Linked DNA regions of Mus musculus: region 1 is linked to region 2. A link is a contact called in public Hi-C data. All regions are on one chromosome and are shown on one strand. The core of a region is the stretch at or near the end of the contact, and the rest is flanking DNA. Distances in the headings are between cores, read along the strand shown. Region 1 has its middle 150 kb from the start of Lyplal1. Region 2 has its middle 160 kb from the start of Gm35023.

Region 1 (7,228 bases), core at 2,301-4,800, 200 kb after region 2:
AATCCCAGTGCTGGGAAGACAGAAAAAAAGTCCTTGAAACTCACTAGTCAACCAGCCTTGACTAATAAGTTAGTTCCAGGTTTAAATGGGAGACCCTGTTTCAAAGATTAAGAAAACGACTGAGTAAGAAACCTGTTATTTATCTTTGACCTGAAACACACACACACCACACACACACACACACACACACACACACACACACACACACACACACACCACACATGTGAGTGTGCACAGGCAATTCTCATAATAACCTTTTAGCTATTACTCTCAATTTACAAATGCAGAGACTGGTGTTAAAAAAGGAGATTAAGAAACTGAGTGAAGCCAGACCAGCTGCAATGATGGACAGTTCCCACCTCTCATCTGATTATTTCTGGACCTGTAGTCTTTCATTTGTTGTACTTCCTCTCTTGAGTAAGGCAGATTTCCCAAACCCTGTTTCCATCAATGAAGGGATACCAGTAACTTTAAAATTAAAGCTTAAAACGTTCTAAGCCTGTGAAGTTAGAACCAGAAGGTATCGGAAGCCGTGAATCGCTATCTAACTCTACCCATGTGAAGTTGGAAGTGACTCTTTGAGTGTCTCCTGCAGTCTGGCTGGTGATAAGTATTTAGGCTAAACTCCTGCTTCTAGATGCTGCTTCGTGACTGATGCTTTGCTATCAGGGATGTGTTTAAGAGCCGCTCATTCAACTCTAGCTAATGGTCTGACCAGCTCACTGACCTGTTCTTTACTGGGACTCTTAGCACATCAAGGCTGTCCTCCATTTTGCTTTAAAACACTTTAGGATGCCTTTGGACATAAAGGAGAAAATACAGCCATGCTTTGCTGTTTTGCCAAACTCAGCAACAACCTTTTGATGTGTTTATAAGTCTTTTACAAGAACATTCACCATCAAGAAAAATGGTTAGGCTGGAGGTAAAAGTGGCCAAGAGGGCATTCTGTGTGAAGAAATTGGTTTACTGTAAGTCAACTGTCCTGTGACAGACTGCAACTTAAACAGTACATGATCAAGAGTGCTTGGGACAGTCTGTATATAGATTGCCCCTGTACCTTCAGTGACTCGCTTGCCATCTCTCTTCTACGACACCTTTCATTTCTTCTGTGTCCCTTGTACCTTGGGATCAAATTGGACCTTTGCATGCTGATAATTAGCTACTTGTATGTACCACCCAGGAGGGTATATTTGCCAATGAGAAGGTCATGAGAAAATGTACATTATATACATAAGTCCATGCAGGAATCACAGGTATATATATGGTCAAGTAGAATCACTAGCCAGTGCTGTGGTTGACCGTGGTTGCCAGAGGAGTTGGAGAGACAAATGGGTGGTGGCCCAGAAGGATGACAACAGAAATACAAATCTCTGCATGGATGGGTAAAGCAAGGAGACCTTCAGGCTTAAGGCAGGCATGGGAAAGATTATGGAGGTCCTGATCCCCCTCTCACTCTCCTTCTTTCCCTCCCTCCTTCTTTTCCTCTTTAGCACTGTAGAGCTAGCTGGATAGGTGGCCCCTGACCCACTGGGCACTTCCCCTACTGGAGGACACTCTGGCAGAGTCAGTATCTGTGAAAAATGCCAGCAGATGGGCCAGCTCCACTGCGTTCAGCCCACTAAGCCGAGTCACAGATGTTATCCATATCCACCACAGTGTCCAACCCTTTGACAAACGTTTCTGAGTTCCTTGGCTCCATAAAACCCATGTGTCATTGAGTTCCCTGGGTTGAGTGCATGCTACTTCGGAAAGCATTTCCCTTGTCCATTTGTCTGATGAGATGTTTACAGACCTCCAACATCTGCATATCAGTTGGGGCCTACCCTCCCTTGTCCACTGTCATCTCCATTGCTTTCTGTGGGATGCTCACCCATGGTTAACTGTATGTTCCACTGTCATTGGGAATTGCTTAACATTTCCTTGACTCCTGTAGAACACAGATACTCTTAACCCATAGTGCAGACTGCTGGGAGCAGAAGGAGGAGGTGGTATAGTTTCACACAGTTTTATTATTTCCTGCCCTTGGTCTTAATCCCAAAGGCTGAAGATTATTTCCAAATGTGCCCTGCAACCAATCCCGTCATTACATGGGTATTAGGTCCTACAACTCAGCGTTATGGCTTAGGCATCTTCATTCCTCATGAGACTGTGTGTGGGTTTTGACATGGAGAGAAGCGCAGCCTTGTAGAACTGATTGAAAACATGTACACTGTGGCAGGGCATGCATGTGGAGTTCAGCCCAGGGCTTCAGCAGTGTGAACTGAGAATGTCAGCAGCTGCTGCCAGCAAGAGAAAGCATTTGAGAACGAGACACCTTCACCCAGTTCCTATCCAGCATTGTTTAGAAGCCACATGTAATCACATGAGCTAGTTTAATGGCATGCCGTTTCCATGTAAACCTTCTGCCACGGAAAACAAGTTTCGACAAGCAGTGACCTTCACTCAAACTCCTGCAGTGGTAGGGGGTATCAAAATGTACCTGGGAAATGGGTTGGATGTCTTTAGTCTTCTATAAATAGATTCTAGTTATCCGAGCAGAGTGCAGGGAAAGGCATTCCCAAGGTGGTATCATCATTTATCCCTGCTGTTATTTAGATTAAAAGACAACAAATGTTCATAAGGCATTTTAATGAAACTGACAAAATGTGTAAGATCATACATAGAGGCTTAAAAGAAAACACCAGTGGATGGGCTATATGTGACTTTAAATGATGTTGTTCGAAATAACTTATCTGTGCCCTGTTGATGGAGGGCTTTGCTGCTACCAGAGTGCTTTACTGTTTCTGTTGTCATATGACTATCTTGACTGCCACACACCACACACTTATGCATGTGTGTCCATCCATGCAACCCATGATACAGAAACATGTTTATATCTATGTGTGCACACATATATGCACATACATTGGTATACACACGTAAGTATGTCCAGCACATATACACATGTACAAATACACACTGATCTTCCCAGTACATACAGACACTTTGTAGACAGAAGATCCTCAAGTAGATGTTGTTGAATAAAAAATGTTTTGCTTTGCCAGGATGGCCTCATACATATTCATACGTTCTCTCTGTCTCTTTTGCATATTTTGCAAGAGAGTTGGTTTCCACTCCCACACACTGACATGCCCTGTACAAAGATCAAACCTGGTGCTTTTACTCACTTTTTGAACTTTTTGCCTTATTGACTCGATTGGTAAAGTATACCACCACTTAAGAAGGAAATGGAAAATTTAGAAGGTAGGAAGAAACCAAGAAAAGTAGGAAAGAAGATACATAGGAAGGAAGGGCAGAATGAGTGTAAGGGAAAAATGGAGACATGAAAGAGAAGAGAAAATTCAGGCGTGTTCTTTCTTGAAAAATCTATCAGACCTGGAAGGAAAGCCATTTGTTGAAGTGACCCAGGGAAGCAGAGGAATCCTCTGGATGACCCCCAGAGACTCCTTTCAGCACTAATGATCCATGAAGGAGATTTACAGACCCGCATGCACTGACCCCAAGCAAGCCTTGGCACACTGCTTCCCTCCCACTCTGGCCAATGTTATCACCTCATTCACAATGGTCACTCCCTCTCAACCTTCCCTGCTTGCCTGCTCTGCCTGCCTGCCTGGGCTGCTGGTAGTCATCACTGGCCTAGAGCCCAGAGGGTGTGTGTTTAGTACCCTGGAGGTGGGATTTGCTCCCCACATACAGCGAGGCACCAGCTGGACCATGTTTTCAACATGTTCAGCCAAGTTTTCTTTCTGGACAGATCACCCTGTGAAATCTGACTTGCCCCTGTTTGCTGACTGAGCCAGTTGAACAGTGGTCACCCTGAGATCACAGGAAACACATCCTTGCTGTAAAGTCCCTTTGGGACCCACATGGCCCTCGGATGAGCACTAATCTCGGTTTCTTATTTTATTTTTTCTTTTCCATGGGAATAAGAGTGTTTCTCTGCCAAATGGAATATTTTTATGCCTTTCTTTTAGATGTTCCTGGGAAGGATGCTTAAGGTCTGGCAATTATTGTTCCTCTTTGCATCAAGGAGAAACATGAGACTTTAATGTTGAATAACAAAGCAAAACAAAAAAAAAGGAAAGGAGGAAAAAAGAAAAGAAAGCATGCTTCTTGTATGTAATTGATTGATTGGTCTTATTTAGTGGACAAGTCTTTTCTGGCAAGGTTGAATCCATGAGTTTCTTGATGTGGACAACAGACAAGTGAGGAGAGGGCATGGTGATGGATTCTATGACTCATCCTAGCCACACCTCTTACTTAGAAAAAAAATATGTTGTGGAGATATTTAGTGGATCACAACATCTATTGGCAGCCAGATGTTTTCTTTTTGTTTGTTTCCCTTGTGAATAGACTGAAAACAAAAACAGGCAGAAAGCTAGGGGTGGGTAACTATGTTCACTCTGGTGAGAAATGAAATCTGAACTCCTTCAAGGTCCCCAAAGGGAGACCCAGAGGTGGGGGAATATAAGGGTCCCCTCCTCTGCAGATGCAGGGAGAACGGTAGGTCAAAGATGCTATTGAGAGCAAGTGCCAGAGTGAAATTTATTTTGTTGTTTAGAGAGAGATGGTCTAAATGTGTATAAATAAAGGCCTTCATGGGGCACCTTGTCCCAAAATTAGAAGGAGAAGCAGGAAAAGAAAAAACTGCTTCCTGCCTGAAAGCAAAGGAAGGACACTTGAAATTTCATCCACTTTAAGAGCAAGAGAGATCGTGGCACTGAAAAGGAGTGTGAAGGAAAGGAGGAAAGGTTTATAAAGCAGTGGGAGGATCATCTGCATGGAAATGAAGGTCCATGGGAGCATTTGTCGAATGTTCTGATTACAGTAAGTGACTAGGCAGTGGACGTACCACGGCCATTCTTACCTGGACTTTTCGTTTAGTTTAGAGCTCACAGATTCTCTCTGAGATTCTCCTTTCTACATGACCTAACCCAGTGACATCCTACCCTACATGACCTGGCCCAGTGACATCCTACCCTACATGACCTGGCCCAGTGACATCCTACCCTACATGACCTGGCCCAGTGACATCCTACCCTACATGACCTGGCCCAGTGACATCCTACCCTACATGACCTGGCCCAGTGACATCCTACCCTACATGACCTGGCCCAGTGACATCCTACCCTACATGACCTGGCCTAGTGACATCCTACCCTACATGACCTGGCCCAGTGACATCCTACCCTACATGACCTAGTCCAGTGACATCTTACCCTACATGACCTGGCCTAGTGACATCCTACCCTACATGACCTAGTCCAGTGACATCCTACCCTACATGACCTGGCCCAGTGACATCTTACCCTACATGACCTGGCCCAGTGACATCCTACCCTACATGACCTGGCCCAGTGATGTCCTACCCCAGGACCTTGGGCTCAACTTTGTTGAGTTCAGTTACATCTTTGAGTTTATTGTTTGCATTCATTTTACTCCCGAGAAAACTTAGTTTCTACAGAACTGTTTGCAGTTAGTTCCTAGGTTGCTGGGGGAAAATAAGAGTGAGTGCACACTATCACCTTCATCTTTTTTTTTTTAAAGAAAAACAATATCAGCAACACTTTAATAGCAATGCTGCTTAGTAGATGGAAAGGCAACCTGACTGTATGCCCACATTTATATGATCCATAATTACCCCACAGTACCTGTAACTTCTTAGACAGTAGGATTGATTGGTGTTTATATATAAGAGCATAATTTGTCCTTCCTTTGTTCTCTTTTTTTAATATTTTTTATTAGGTATTTTCCTCAATTACATTTCCAATGCTATCCCAAAAGTCCCCCATACCCTCCCCTCCAATCCCCTACCCAACCATTCCCACTTTTTGGCCCTGGTGTTCCCCTGTACTGGGGCATATAAAGTTTGCATGTCCAATGGGCCTCTCTTTCCAGTGATGGCCGACTAGGCCATCTTTTGATACATATGCAGCTAGAGTCAAGAGCTCTGGGGTACTGGTTAGTTCATAATGTTATTGCACTTACAGGGTTGCAGATCTCTTTAGCTCCTTGGATACTTTCTCTAGCTCCTCCATTGGGGGCCCTGTGATCCACCTATTAGCTGACTGTGAGCATCCACTTATGTGTTTGCTAGGCCCTGGCCTAGTCTCACAAGAGACAACTCTATCAGGGTCCTTTCAGCAAACTCTTGCTAGTGTATGCAATAGTGTCATTATTTAGAGGCTGATTATGAGATGGATCCCGGATATGGCAGTCTCTAGATGGTCCATCCTTTTGTTTCAGCTCTAAACTTTGTCTCTGTAACTCCTTCCATGGGTGCTTTGTTCCCAAATATAAGAAGGGACAAAGTGTCCACACTTTGGTCTTCATTCTTCTTCAGTTACATGTATTTTGCAAATTGTATCTTATATCTCGGGTATACTAAGTTTCTGGGCTAATATCCACTGATCAGTGAGTACATATCATTTGAGTTCTTTTGTGATTGTGTTACCTCACTCAGGATGATGGCCTCCAGGTCCAACCATTTGCCTAGGAATTTCATAAATTCATTATTTTTAATAGCTGAGTAGTACTCCATTGTGTAAATGTACCACATTTTCTGTATCCATTCCTCTGTTGAGGGGCATCTGGGTTCTTTCTAGCTTCTGGCTATTATAAATAAGGCTGCTATGAACATAGTATCACCTTCATCTTATTGATGCCCAAACACAACTGATGAGCCACAGACTAGGAGGATAGTGTGCATCTTCAGGTACCAGGTACAGAGCCGGTCCATTGACTGCCTTGTCATGCCTATGGTCCTTCCATAAAGCATGCCATTGAAAATTAAATAAGTCTATTAACTTGATTCAGTAGGATTGATGTAGATTTCCCACTTTTACTCTAAACTGAATTAACAGACTTGGTTTTCCGAACCATAAGTTGAAAGGCCCAAGCTAATCATTTTTCTTTTTGTTTTAATCATAGAAACTCCAATTTAAACTACATAGGGATTGGAAAATAATGGGCCAGCTCAGTTGCCTGACTACATGTTCATACTTAACAATAATATATTCATTTAGAACTTCATTGGATTTCTCATATTTAACCAGCAGAATTGTCTTTATGGTGTCTCTGTTCATATAAATTAAATCAGGTCTTTAAAAGCTAGTTCAAAAATGCACGGTTTGGGGGGAAGTGAGATGGATGAGATTTTTCAAGCTAATAAGTTATCCCATCACTTTCAAGGCATCCAACAAAAAGCGGGAAGCTTCTGGATAGAAGA
Region 2 (6,459 bases), core at 1,639-4,138:
ACATTCAGAGATATTTGTATCTAAAACAAAGAGGTACACAGTATGTATCACATAAAGTGTAATGAAGGACTTGGCCTGTATAAATTACAATGCCCTTAATACATATGCAGAATAGTGATTCAATAGATACTGAAGAGATAAACATGATAAAGCACAAAGATCATTAAGTTCCAGCCAATATGTGGACAAAAACTATTACTAGAAAATTTGTCATGTCTGACAAATTATAATATTTCATGGAGCCTTTGTTGTTTCAGTTGTTAAATAGCACTATTCTTAAATTTGTCTGACAAAAATTCGTATATGAAATGGGAAGTGGGATCATTGTTATGCAGAAGTCACTAGTAAGTATTCCAAAATATGCTGTGCACCAATTCACACAGTATTTTATTTCATTGATTATACCCAAGTGCTATCATGTTGGTCATGCGGTTATGCCATCGACATGAAATTATTGATGAGATATTTTAATTGTCTTTTCTCAGAGTGAATCTTTAACACTTGTTGCAATAAGTAGGTGTGGTGTTAAGACAAGTGAAGAAAATGGTCATGAGTTTGTGCAGAACATTTCTATGTACAGGGCAGTGTAGTAGCAGTTACAATATATTATATTCAACCTCCTAAATGCCCTATAGTATGACCTTTTGTCCCCCCACCCCCCATTTTACAGTGTCATAAAGGGACTATAAAGTTGTCTTCCAGACTAAGGTCTTCTCGGAGCAACATTTAACCAGTTACTGGGAGACAATTAGTTTAGCTTCTACTGGCCCAAGACAATGGGTTTGAATAGCCACTCTAAGAAGGGCAACAAGTTAGAAAAGGTTAACTAATTTACCTCAAACCCCAAAGCTAATAAATGGTAGCACACCTAATATTGAAGGCCAGACCTGTTTGCCTCAGAGGTCAATCCCTAGGATATTTTGATATTTCTTCTAGAATTCTCCTTGATACTGAGGAGGAGTTAGGGAAACAGAGCTAGTGCAGGGAAGTAATGGTTGGCCCCTTAACATGGCTGCTGCTTGTATCCCTGGATGCTGCTTGTCCCTAAAGACTTTGGCACCTGAAGTGTGTGTGTGTGTGTGTGTGTGTGTGTGTGTGTGTGTGTGCATGTGTGTGTAACATAGCAAGTTGTCTTCCAACTCACAACATGCACTCAATGTGTTATATTTCAGTGAGTTCTAACAATCCTTCCTGACCTCCCCCACTTCAGGTACCAATGACTAGGTTGCATTTCCTTAGCTCTGACCTTGTGACTAATACATTCATACAAACAAAGCAATTAAATCAGTGTCTGGCACCTAAAAATCACTCAAAAAACATCCACCCATTATTCCTCTCTTAGATGTCTCTCTTGATGTATTTTGATTTTTCTGAAGTCATCATTCACTCTCTCTTCAAGAGGACCTTTTTAACTTGCAGATTTTCTGAGTGACTGGGCATCCATTTAAGGATAAACTATTACTTCTTTATTTCTCCATTCCTAGTTGTTAGTTATGTCATCTATGTGAACATCGTTGTGGTCTCTGTGGATTCTTCTTATCAAAGGGTAGATCTTTTAAATTTAGTAGGTGAGTGTTTATCATAGGACTTGGGAAACCTATTTCTGAATGGAATTTTAAAAATACAGCCCAATATAAAAATATCCTTATGAGGGACTGAGGAGATGGCTTAGTCTAACACACTCCTTGTCTGTGCAGGAGGACCCAAGTTCAGATATCCAGCACCTACATCAGAGAGCTAGAGATGATCAAGTGCAGATCTTAACCTTGGTGTAGTAAGGATGAAGACACGTAGAATCCAGGAGCTTACTAGCCTGGCCAGGCAGTCGATCCTGTCACAGAGTAGCCAGTTCAATGAAAGAAGGTGGGAGCATTCAAGGAAGGTACCAAACGTTGACTTCTGTCCTACACACACATACACACACACACACACACACACACACACACACACACACACACACCACATGTCTCTTGCTCACCATATATCTATATCTATATCTATCTCTATCTCTATCTACATCTCTATCTACATCTATATCATCTATATCATCTATATCTATATCTATCTTCATGAGTTAGCTTTCATGACAAAGGGAGTAACCAGGGGAAGATGACCTCTGTGTGTGGCTTCCATCTCCCTGCTCTGGAATAGTAACTTGCAGAAATACTCCAAGGAGTTATCGTGAGCAGAATGCCACATGCCAGGTTTATTGTTTCTATTGGACACATTTCAGAACAGCCTGTGACTTTACAATGACTGCTTCCAGATCAGGCTCTATATTCTAGTTGACATTTTAAAAATTAGCCTTTCCCTACAACTGAAAGAGCCAGGACCCTATCTGCCCTTTCTGCTAATAGTTGGTAGGAAACATGAGCCACACAATGGCAGACATGGACCCAACTCAGATTGTCCCCAGATAGAGAGGGCTGAGTCTTCATTTGTTTGGAAAAGTAAAAGATTGGAGCTATTGATACGTAGCAGTTGTTCAGGGCATCCTCAAGTCATGCTTCTACATAGCACAAGGTGGGTCTGTAAAAGGATACTGCCAAGTAACCCCTAGAAGGAAGATGGAATAATTTTCTGAATAACATTTGGTTTTTGTAGCAACACTAGGGCTGGGGCAAAGATAAAATAAAAATGCATTTATAGTCCTGGAAAAAAGAAGGCAGGCATTATCTCCCTCATAAAACCAGCTGCTCACCCTGAAATTACATTTCTTCTAGAATATTTTATTTTATCTTTGATCATTATAAATTATTCTTTTAAAGTTCTATTTTTTGCTTTTTAAGGTTCCGATTGAGAAAGCAGTTGGCATCCCTACACACCAGGACTTACACAGGCTTATTTATTGAAAAACCTCTCAAGTACTTCCCTTTCCACCCGTCTGAACCCATCAGGGTTGCTCTGTGGAGCTGTCTTGTGGACAGTTATGGGCAGAGTCGGCTAACCACCTCTGGCGGTAGAAGCGACTTTCCATGGCTCTGAGTGCCAGATACATTTGCTTACTCAGAGTTTCACTTGACTCATAACCTTTTCTTGGTGGTGGTGGTGGGGGGTGTTTTGTGTGATTCTGAATTACAAAGAGTTGACTGGGGAACTTAAGGGGGAAAGGGCTTAGAGAGGAAGATGGAGGATCAAGGGGCAAGGTGGCCAAGTCCTTATGTTGTTCTAGGTCTAGAGATGGGTCTTGACGGTGGAATGCTGGAGACTTCATCCCCACAGGTAGTTCCTTTCACTGGGAGAATGTGTGAACACAGTACCCACGCTTCCAGCAGAAGGAAGCTGCTCTTAGAAGCAGCTTGGCACGGTGGGCTCTTGGTAATCTGGCAACTCATTCCAGAGGCTCGGAGCCGCTGGAGACAAGGTCTCCTCCCCTGTTTATCCTGAAGCATCTAAAAATCTTCCCGAGGCATTGTATGAGCCAGCATGAAGACCATAGAGCCCGGAAGCAGAGGGATCACTTTATTAGCAGCAATAACAATACTAACAAATAAATTACTAACGATAATAAAACAATCACCAGCAGTTAGGATTTTATAGATCACAGAGCATTTTCTCCTTCATTTTCTCATCTCAGATAATGGCCATTTGTTACAACGCTGCTGGCACTGAGAAGATTCAATACAATCATTCTCAGATCAAAGGAGGGATTTTCTCCCAGCCCCTGGGAGTGGTGGTAAAAATGAATTGCCTAGGGTATTGACTTGGCCACCCCAGAGAAAACAGGAGGGAGGGGAGGAATAAACGGGAGGATCTGGATATGATGCTATTCTGTGAAGCAGTTTGCTTCTTCCCCCTAGAATTTTAACTGCACCCTTGGGATGTAAGGGGCTGGATAAAGGATCAGATGGTCTTTGAATGCCGTACTGTGTTGAAACATAAAGGGACTTCATAAAAATCCTGGGTTGTGAAATATTAAATATTTGGCATGTGTTGTAGTTGTCAAATGAAATTAGTTATATAAGCAGAACTCTCTAGCATGGTTTCCCTTTGTCCAGCGTTGGAGAAAGGGTTTAGTGAGGAAAGACCAAACCATCTGAAGGCTAACTTGTGAAAAACCACTTCCCTGCAGAGGAACATCTGGAGACCTGGGAGATGGCTCCCCTGGTGAAGTGCTTTCATGAGGACCCGAGTTTAGATCACAGCACCAACAGGAAGGAGGGGCTCAGTGGTGCACATCTGCACTCCCCATGCTGGCCGGTGGGGGTGGGGAGCTAGAAGACTCCCTGGAGCTCACTGGCCATCTAGTTGTATTCCAGGCTTTGTGAGAGACTCTGTCTCAAAATATAAGGTAGAGAGAGAGTCAGTTCCAAAGGAAACCCCAATTCCCCAAACTCTAAAAGATCCAGAAATGAGCTCAACCTGGACAGCGGAGGATTTCTGGCAGCTAGATAAAAGGCAGCATTCCTCAGGAACTCATGAAGCCAGTTCCTCTACCAAAAGGAGTCATTTCTCTTACCGCTGGCAGAAGGGGCAAATGGTCACTTGTGGTACCTATTAGCACATCAAAGCTCATGCTGGCCTCCAGGACTCCTCAGGACCCCAAGTCCCTGCTACACGTTTCCAAGTGCATGCTAGCTTCTTAGCCCTTCTCATCTCCTCCTCCACCCTCCACTCCCTCCAGCTCCCTTCCTCAGGCAAGCTCCTCCTTCTTTAAGCCTACTGTTCTTGCCTTGTTCCCTCTCTTCCCCATACCGCCTTTCCCTCCCTTGCAGATAGCCCTGGCCAGGTCAAAACTGCTGGCCACGCTCATTCTGTTTCTTCTCTGCTCCAGACTCTTCCAGATGCCCCAGGCTGTCCTCTTAGAGCTACAATAAAAACCTTCCCTCTAACAGTACCATGGAATAGGCATGTCAGCAGTTTATGCAAAGAATGATAATGGAAGACACCCAGCATTGACCTTTAGTCTGTACCTACCCACACACCTATGTCTTGTATACACACACACACACACACACACACACACACACACAGAGAGAGAGAGAGAGAGAGAGAGAGAGAGAGAGAGAGAGAGAGACAAAGAGACAGAGAGAGACAGAGAGAGACAGAGAGACAGCAAGAGAGAGAGAGATCTAGAAAAAAAAGTTACTGAATTCTAAACAAAACAAAACAAGCAACCAACCAATCAACCAAACAAGAAAATCCTAGAACCCATATCAAGTTCTCATGGTAGAGAGCTTTATAAGGATAGATAGGATTTTTTTTTTTTAAGTTGCCATTGAGGCCAGGTAGGGAAGAAGGAAACCATTGACACATCTTGTAGATGGAGACTCAGGTAACCAGTCTCACTCCTCCTTTCAGCCAACTTTTCTACTCCCAACCAATCTCATACTACCCTGTATTGAAAGACGAAATCTTTTAATGAAGATTGTATTTGTTTTTAAGTATGTGCATATGTGTGGGCATGTGCACATGAATGCAGGTAGACTCTGAGCCCAGAAGAGGTTATTGGATCCTCTGGAGCTGGAGTTATAGAACCTCCTGACTTAGAGCTGAACGAGGATCCTCTGGAAGAGTAGGAAGTACTCTTTAACAGTTAAACCATCTTGCCAGCCTCAAGAAACTCATCTTTTAGGTAAACCTTCAGTGATAAATTTGTGAATGCAACACCAAACAGTTCAAAGTAAAAGCAGGTAACAATTTGGGATCAGTCTCATGCTGGCTGGCTTGCACTTTGTGGCTTTGTGCTGTGTTTAGAGAAAGTGAGATTACCATCAAGTGAGAAAAGTCACAGGCAGGTTTTGCAAGAGGCCACAGTTTATGTTCCCTCACAGTTGTGTAAGAGTAAAATTCTGGCTGCTCGAAGTTGCACAGTTCCCAGGGTGACAGACTGGGTGGCACAGCCATGTCGTTCCTTAAGGTGATTCCACCCAGGACAGTGGATTTGCATGACTGGTGGCTAAAGAAAGAGGAAACATGATGAAGCCATGTTCTCAAGTAGATCCAATGGCAGACACATTTTGAAAGAGTGGTGTACCAAGCATGGAGCTATATCCTTACAATCCAAGCACTTAGGTAGAGGCAACAGGATCATGGGGCTCAAGACCAGCCTTACCGCTTAGCAACTTTGAGGCTAGCCTGAGCTACATGGATCCAACCCTGTGGGCAGTGGGCGTGGGGAAATAAAGAGAGTGGGAGAAAACCCGCGTCCCACCAGAGTTCTGCTGCTCTGGGCAGGCAGACGCAGAGAACTGCCGCATGCTCTCCATGTGGCCCCAGATGGGTGTCTAGCTTTGGGAAGCCATGGACCCCAGCCCACGGAGGTTGGACAAGGGTCAGTCCAAGGTCTCTGGGCCTCACGAAGGCCAGAGATAACAGGCTCTCCGTCTCGGGCATCTCAGATATCGCTGGACACCTCGGGAGAGCTGAGAACAAAGTGGGGGCTGAAGAGAGGAGAGGGCAGGGAGAGAGGGGATTCTGGGTGGTTCCCACATGGCGGAGAGTCTTTGGTCTAGTCCG

Evidence for each region. Hi-C and Micro-C count contacts between places; a contact is called where the count stands out from the background.
Region 1: a contact with region 2 is called in a Hi-C map of uterus, with 2.2 times the contacts expected there. The contact joins two enhancer-like sites. A contact is called at or near these places in 2 of 484 Hi-C or Micro-C datasets (the AML12 cell line and uterus).

The regions. Positions count from the first base shown.
Region 1 is chr1:185,965,806-185,973,033 of GRCm38.p6, forward strand. No RefSeq gene overlaps it. Among named protein-coding and RNA genes, the nearest start is that of Lyplal1, 150 kb to the right of the region's middle. Within about 2 kb of position 3,551, at least 29 of the 459 cell types and tissues checked have an H3K27ac peak or open chromatin away from gene starts, as enhancers often do. A contact at or near this core is called in uterus, where this site is marked.
Region 2 is chr1:185,770,438-185,776,896 of GRCm38.p6, forward strand. No RefSeq gene overlaps it. Among named protein-coding and RNA genes, the nearest start is that of Gm35023, 160 kb to the left of the region's middle. Within about 2 kb of position 2,889, at least 16 of the 459 cell types and tissues checked have an H3K27ac peak or open chromatin away from gene starts, as enhancers often do. A contact at or near this core is called in uterus, where this site is marked.